Regions from separate parts of the Sus scrofa genome. Here region 2 is linked to region 1. A link is a contact called in public HiChIP or PLAC-seq data. All regions are on one chromosome and are shown on one strand. The core of a region is the stretch at or near the end of the contact, and the rest is flanking DNA. Distances in the headings are between cores, read along the strand shown.

The links. HiChIP or PLAC-seq counts read pairs in DNA pulled down with a chosen protein or histone mark.
Region 2: a contact with region 1 is called in an H3K27ac HiChIP or PLAC-seq map of alveolar macrophages. The contact joins the enhancer-like site here to the promoter of NRSN2 in region 1. A contact is called at or near these places in 12 of 47 Hi-C or Micro-C datasets (alveolar macrophages, blood, embryonic fibroblasts and 7 more) and 1 of 2 datasets of contacts at active chromatin or transcription factors (alveolar macrophages).

What each region holds. Positions count from the first base shown.
Region 1 is chr17:34,842,960-34,845,889 of Sscrofa11.1, forward strand. It overlaps NRSN2 (neurensin-2), which reads right to left and starts at 1,546. Exons shown (of 3, transcript XM_001928104.4): 1 at 1,469-1,546.
Region 2 is chr17:34,564,676-34,567,605 of Sscrofa11.1, forward strand. All of the region lies in intron 1 of SCRT2 (transcriptional repressor scratch 2), which reads left to right. The region is part of intron 1 of LOC106506648 (a long non-coding RNA gene); the gene reads right to left. Among named protein-coding and RNA genes, the nearest start is that of SCRT2, 7.9 kb to the left of the region's middle. Within about 2 kb of position 1,461, at least 5 of the 83 cell types and tissues checked have an H3K27ac peak or open chromatin away from gene starts, as enhancers often do. A contact at or near this core is called in alveolar macrophages, where this site is marked.

The sequences.
Region 1 (2,930 bases), core at 296-2,795:
AAAGACTGGCATACATACACCACCTAGAGACACATACAGCTAGACACACAGCACAAAGAAAAAGACATTCGGACACATCACACAAAGACACACACACACACGCACACGCACACACGCACACGCGCACACACACACACACACACACAGCCACAGCGTGATGAAGGTGATTTTATGGACCTGCATGAGCGCACAGAAGTGCTGTCATTAAAGCCTGTCTATAAATTGCAGTTCGCCACAGTTCTCACCCAAAACTCAGGGATAAAAAAGGGAAAAGGGGTAAAAGACACCCCCCCACACCCGCCCCCTCAAATTGACAGACAATGGGAAAAGACCAAAGCGAAAGACAGGGAAAGAACAGGGCAATCGGTCCGGGCGGAGCGCTCCCCGGGAGTGGGGGCTGGGGGGAGCTGGGCTCTGCAGAGGGTGTGGCCACATTGGGAACCTTTGCTTCGGGGAGGCCGGGATCAGGAGACTACAACGCAGCTGGTGGGGCGGCGGGCGTCAGTGCCACGACACTCCTAGGGGAGGGGGCGGGGAGGGAGCTCGGGGATGGTAGGCCCGGCTTAGCTCCTCCCCTGTAACTCCCAGTTCCTCTCCTCCAAATACACACTGTCACCCGATCTCGCTGGCGTAGGAGAAGGAAGGTGACCTTGACACTGCCAACCTCCCCACCCCCCGCCTCGGCCTGGCCCCTCCCTCTCCTTTTCAGGTTGCCAGGAGGCTGACTGGCGGTCGGGGGTAAGGGAGCGGGAGGATGCTGAGAACCCGGGACCAGGGTTGCCATAGGAACCGCTGGGGCGCTCTCCTTAGGCTGGATGCAGAAGGAGCTCAGAAAGCAGGGAGCGGGAAGAGGAGGGGGCTCCGGGATCCGTGGGGTGGAGGCTGCCGCGCGGAGGCGAGCGGAGGGAGGCGCACCGGAAGGTGACAGGCGCGAGGACAGAAGATGGCTGTAATCTGTCGCCTTAATGGGGCCACGCTCAGTTCTCCTTCTCAGACCCCCCCAGACCCGCCCCCTTAGCGTTCGGCATCGCTCAAGCAGGAAGAGGGGCGCCGTCCTGGGGAGCGAGGCCAGGTCCCCTCACCACCACCACCACCGCATACGGTTTCTGACCCGGTCGCCGGTTCGAGACTTCAAGTGCATCCTTTCCCCAGGAGGGAAACTGAGGCATAGAGGGGTGCCAATGGGTTTTCAGCAGGGAGGGAGAGGGGGTCTTGTCCTTTGAAGCCTCACCCAGCCTATCAACCCTGAGGTGCCTCGGGGCGTTGGGGCTGAAGAGATGTCTGCCTCCTGCTACGTCCCTGGGACCCCCGCCTCCCAAAGCTCGAGGCACATCAGGGCTGGGGCCGCCGTCCGGCCTGAGGCGGGACAAGGCAGGGGCTGGGGACGCAGCGGGAGTGGGGGATTCTTCGAATCCCGGGAGGAGGCAGGGTGGGGGTCGCGCCGCGAGTGGAGCAGGGCTGAGCTCACCTCTCGGTCTGCGGTCTCCGCCGAGCGGGAGCCGGGGCTCCTGCGCAGCAGAAGCGGTTTGGGTCGGCGCGTGCGCCGCAGTCGGGGGGCGGGGGTGGTGAGGTGGGGGTGAGGTGGGGGTGGGGGGCGGGCAATCGGCCCCAAGGGCTGGCCCTGCAGATTTCGGACCCTTGAAGGACCCCGAGCCCTGTCCTTTTCTGGGAATTCCCTTCTTTCTCTGAGACCCCAGGCCTCTCGCCGGGACCCCACCCCCTTATGCAGCCCCTCAAACATCTCACCTGACTGTCCTATCTCTCCCTCCATCTCCCAACCCGCCGACTGAAGATCCTTGGCTTCGCTGAGCTTTATGTCTCCACTGTATCTTCAGTCCCCTCTCTGGGCCTCTGCATGGAGCCCTCACCCAAGTACACAAGGGCTCAGCTCCTGCCTGAGCCCTCGTCCTCTTAACAGACTCCCATCTCTCAATCTGGGCCCCCACCCATGGTTGAGACCCATCTCTCTCCCAATGGGTCCCCATCAGAAGTGCCTTCCTGGAGATCCCGTCGTGGCTCAGTGGTTAACGAATCCAACTAGGAACCATGAAGTTGTGGGTTCGATCCCTGGCCTTGCTCAGTGGGTTAAGGATCCGGCATTGCTGTGAGCTGCGGTGTAGGTCGAAGACTCGGTTCGGATCCCTCGTTGCTGTGGCTCTGGCATAGGCCAGTGGCTACAGCTCTGATTCGACCCCTAGCCTGGGAATCTCCATATGCCACGGGTGCAGCCCTAGAAAAGGCAAAAAGTCAAAACCAAAATCAAAAAACAAAAAACCAACATGGTGCTTGTGAGTTGAAGTCTGGAGTCAGACAGATCAGTGTGTGTATCCCTGGTCCTGCCACTTTCGGCTTACGTGTTTTAAATGCTCTGAGCCTCAGTAAAATCAAGATAATATTATCGACTGCCTCTCAAAGGGGTTATAATAGTGAAATGAGGAGTTCCCTTCATGGCTCAGTGGAAACGAACACATCCATGAGAACGAAGGTTTGATCTCTGGCCTCATTGATTGGGTTAAGGATCAGGTGTTGCCGTGAGCTGTGGTGTAGGTCTCAGACACCGCTCAGATCCTGCATTGCTGTGGCTGTGGCGTGCGCCAGCAGTTGCAGCTCTGATTGGACCCCTAGCCTGGGAACCTCCATATACTGCAGGTGCAGCCCTAAAAAGACAAAAAAAAAAAAAAAAAAAAAGAGTGAAATGAGGAGTTCCCTGATGGCCTAGCAGATTAAGGATCTGGCATTGTCACTGCTTGGGCTCAGGTTGTTGATGTGGTATTGGTACGATCCCTAGCCAGGGAACTTCTGCATGCCTTGGGTGTGGCCAAAAACAAAACAATGAAATGAGATGTGCATACAAGACACTTAGCAAATCTCCTGGAACAGAAGAAGAACTCAATAAATTATTATCATTGTTATTACCATTATTGTTATAT
Region 2 (2,930 bases), core at 211-2,710, 280 kb before region 1:
CAATTGGAAGAGACATGTCTGAGGAGCACCCAGCACCGGACTTCTCACAGAATCCCCCTGCAGGGAATCTTAAAAATATATTCTGGACCGTCAGCCTGAAACATCAAGACTCCCAGGCTGGGAAAACCAAAAGTCATTCTCAGGTGACATGCACACGACATCGCCACTTCTCCCTTCACTACAGCCCCACGTGGCAGGAGTGGCTCTAGCCCCTATCCTTCAAATGGGGCACTGGAGCCTGGAGAGGCTTTGTGAGTTGCCCATGGTCACGCAGCTGGAGTATGAGTATAAGAGCCAGGATGAGAGTCAAGTCTCTTCTCTCTGGGTCCCTGGGCCTCCCTGCCTCCATCTGGACCCAAACAAGAGAGGACTGTCTCACCCTGTTGGCTGGGGAGCAGGCAGCTCAGCCTTCTACAGTCACCTGTAGGGTACAGGAAGGCACCCCGAACCTGTCTGAGTTCCACACACAGAGTCAGAAGAGCACTTCCCATAGTGTCCTAAAGGAGGCTCCAGGGTTGAGGCCCAGAGAGGTGAAGTGGTTTGCCCAAGGTCACCCAGCAGCCTGAGATACCCAGGTGTGTCCCCTTCTACTCTCCAGCAGATTAGAAGGATATCACTAAGAAATGGAGGGCCAGTAATAATGACAATAATAATAGCAGCTTGAGAGGCTACTGCGTGCCAGGCATTGTACTAAGCATTTTATACCATTAATTTGTTCAATTCCATGATGAGTTCCTTTATACAGATTATGGCACCAAAAGGTTAACTAACTTGCCCAAGGTCACACAGCTAGGGAGAGGTCTGCGGTCTGAAGTGGAGTTGATGAGGGTTGGGTTCTAGGGAAAGGACAATGGGCATCATTGAGGGGTCTATTCCGCCAGGATGCAGAAAGGGTCTTTAGAGCCTCCCAGTCAACCTTATTCCAGTACACAGTCCAGGGGGGTGTTTTTGTTTGTTTGTGGGGTTTTTTGGCCACACTTGAAACATGGGGAAGCTCCCAGGGCCGGGGATTGAACCAGTTGCCACCTGCACTGCGGTAATACTGTGTCCTTAACCCGCTGTGCCACAAGGGAACTTCCACAGAGGTTAAACAAACTGACCAAGGTCACAAAGCAAGTTAGAACCACCTCTGCCAACATGAACACATAAACTCTCATACCACCCTCCCAAACCCCACCCCAAACCCCTGCCAAACTCCACAGCTGCTGGCCCCCCAGTTGGTCTGGCCCCACAATTCCTGTCCAGAAGGCAATTCCACATCCATCCGTAGGCAGAAGAGCAGCCTTTGTTTGAGGCGCCCCTATTTCTATAAAGAGACCCCCAGCGGCAGGAGTAAGGGGCTGCAGTACTGCATTCTACCACCAGAGGGCGCCACAGACAGAGCCCAGCTGGGACGTGGACTGCCGGGTGCATTGAGCTCCTACCAATGTGCAACACAGGAGTTTTCTCACCAGGGCATGAGGCAGAAATTACACATCCTGGTGAGGAAACTGTGGCCCAGGGAGGAGCTGCAAGATGTGTCTGTGCAGACGCCAAGAAAACTGCAGCACGGAAACCCATCTGGGGAGAATGTTATTGTTACTCATAATGACAGTCCGGGTCTTGTGCCAGGCACTGGGTTGGAATCCTGACTCTAAGTTACTTAACTACCTTGTGCCTCGGATTCCTCATCCGTAAGATGGTACCAACTGCAGCGTTATGATGGTGAAATGCATTTTGTGTGTGTGTAAAGCCTTTAAATAGCATCTGACACATACATGCTCCAGGAGTGCTGGTTATTATTTGTTCACTTTTCACTCACGGACTCCTTACTGTCCATGAAATTCATTCATGGACTCCTTACTGCAAACTGTATGAGTTAGGTGCTTTTATCATCCCCCATTTTACATCTGGGGAAATAGAGGCATCGAGAGATCAATTGTCCAAGACCACACAGCTTGGAACAGCAAAGCTGGAACTCAATCCAGGCAGTCTGGCACCAAAATCGGGCTCCTAACCAGTATGCCATCCTTCCTTAATAATAAAACGTGCAAGGCAAGGGCCACATGATCAGGGACCCTCTCCAAATGAATTTTATACTATTCCCATCTCCAGAGAAAGATGAGACACAGAAAGACACACGACCTACTCAAGGTCACCCAGCTAGAACCAGTGTCGGGAATCAAGTCGTCCCAGGAGCAGGTAGACAGAATGGTTGGCGGCAGACCCTGCCGGGCCAGGGAATGAGGCTGGCCTGGCAAATCTTTATCACCCATTTATCACCCACTTCACAAATACTTATCGAGTGCCTATCAGCTGGGGCACTGGGGATAGAAGGTGAACAATCTCTCGGGCGTGTGGAAAACAGGGAGCAGAGCAGTGGGTTCCAACCCTTGTTCCACCCCTTGATCAAGCACCACCACCGGCGCCTGTTTCCTTCTCTGTAACACGGGGTACTTTTGTGAAGATTCAACAAGGTGACAGGCCTGAAGCATTTAACACAGAGCCTGGCACTTAGTAAGTGCTCAATAAATATCAGTTAGTATTATTGTATCATCAGTAATTTCCAACGGGAAGAAATACAGAAGGAGAAAGAGAGGGTCTGGGTGTGCCCAACAGGTATTTCAACTTAGTCTGAAACAATACTCCCTTAACATCTGGGGGCCTGACAAGTCCCAGGCCTGACTCCTGGAGTGGGAGGTGGGGGAACCTCCAGACCGAAGGCAGACAAGAGGAGAAGAATGGGGTGCTGAGAGGCTGAGCCCCCTCCACTATAAAACCACCACCACCACTGCCCTCTCTGCACCTGACCTCAGTGCCCCTCCCTACTAAGTCCGCCAACCCCACAATCCCCCATCACTTCTGTGTGCAGAGGGTCCTGTGTGGGCAGGTGAAGGGACAGAGGAAAAAATTAAAGTACACCATGGCCTTCAGGGCTGAAGGACAGTCTG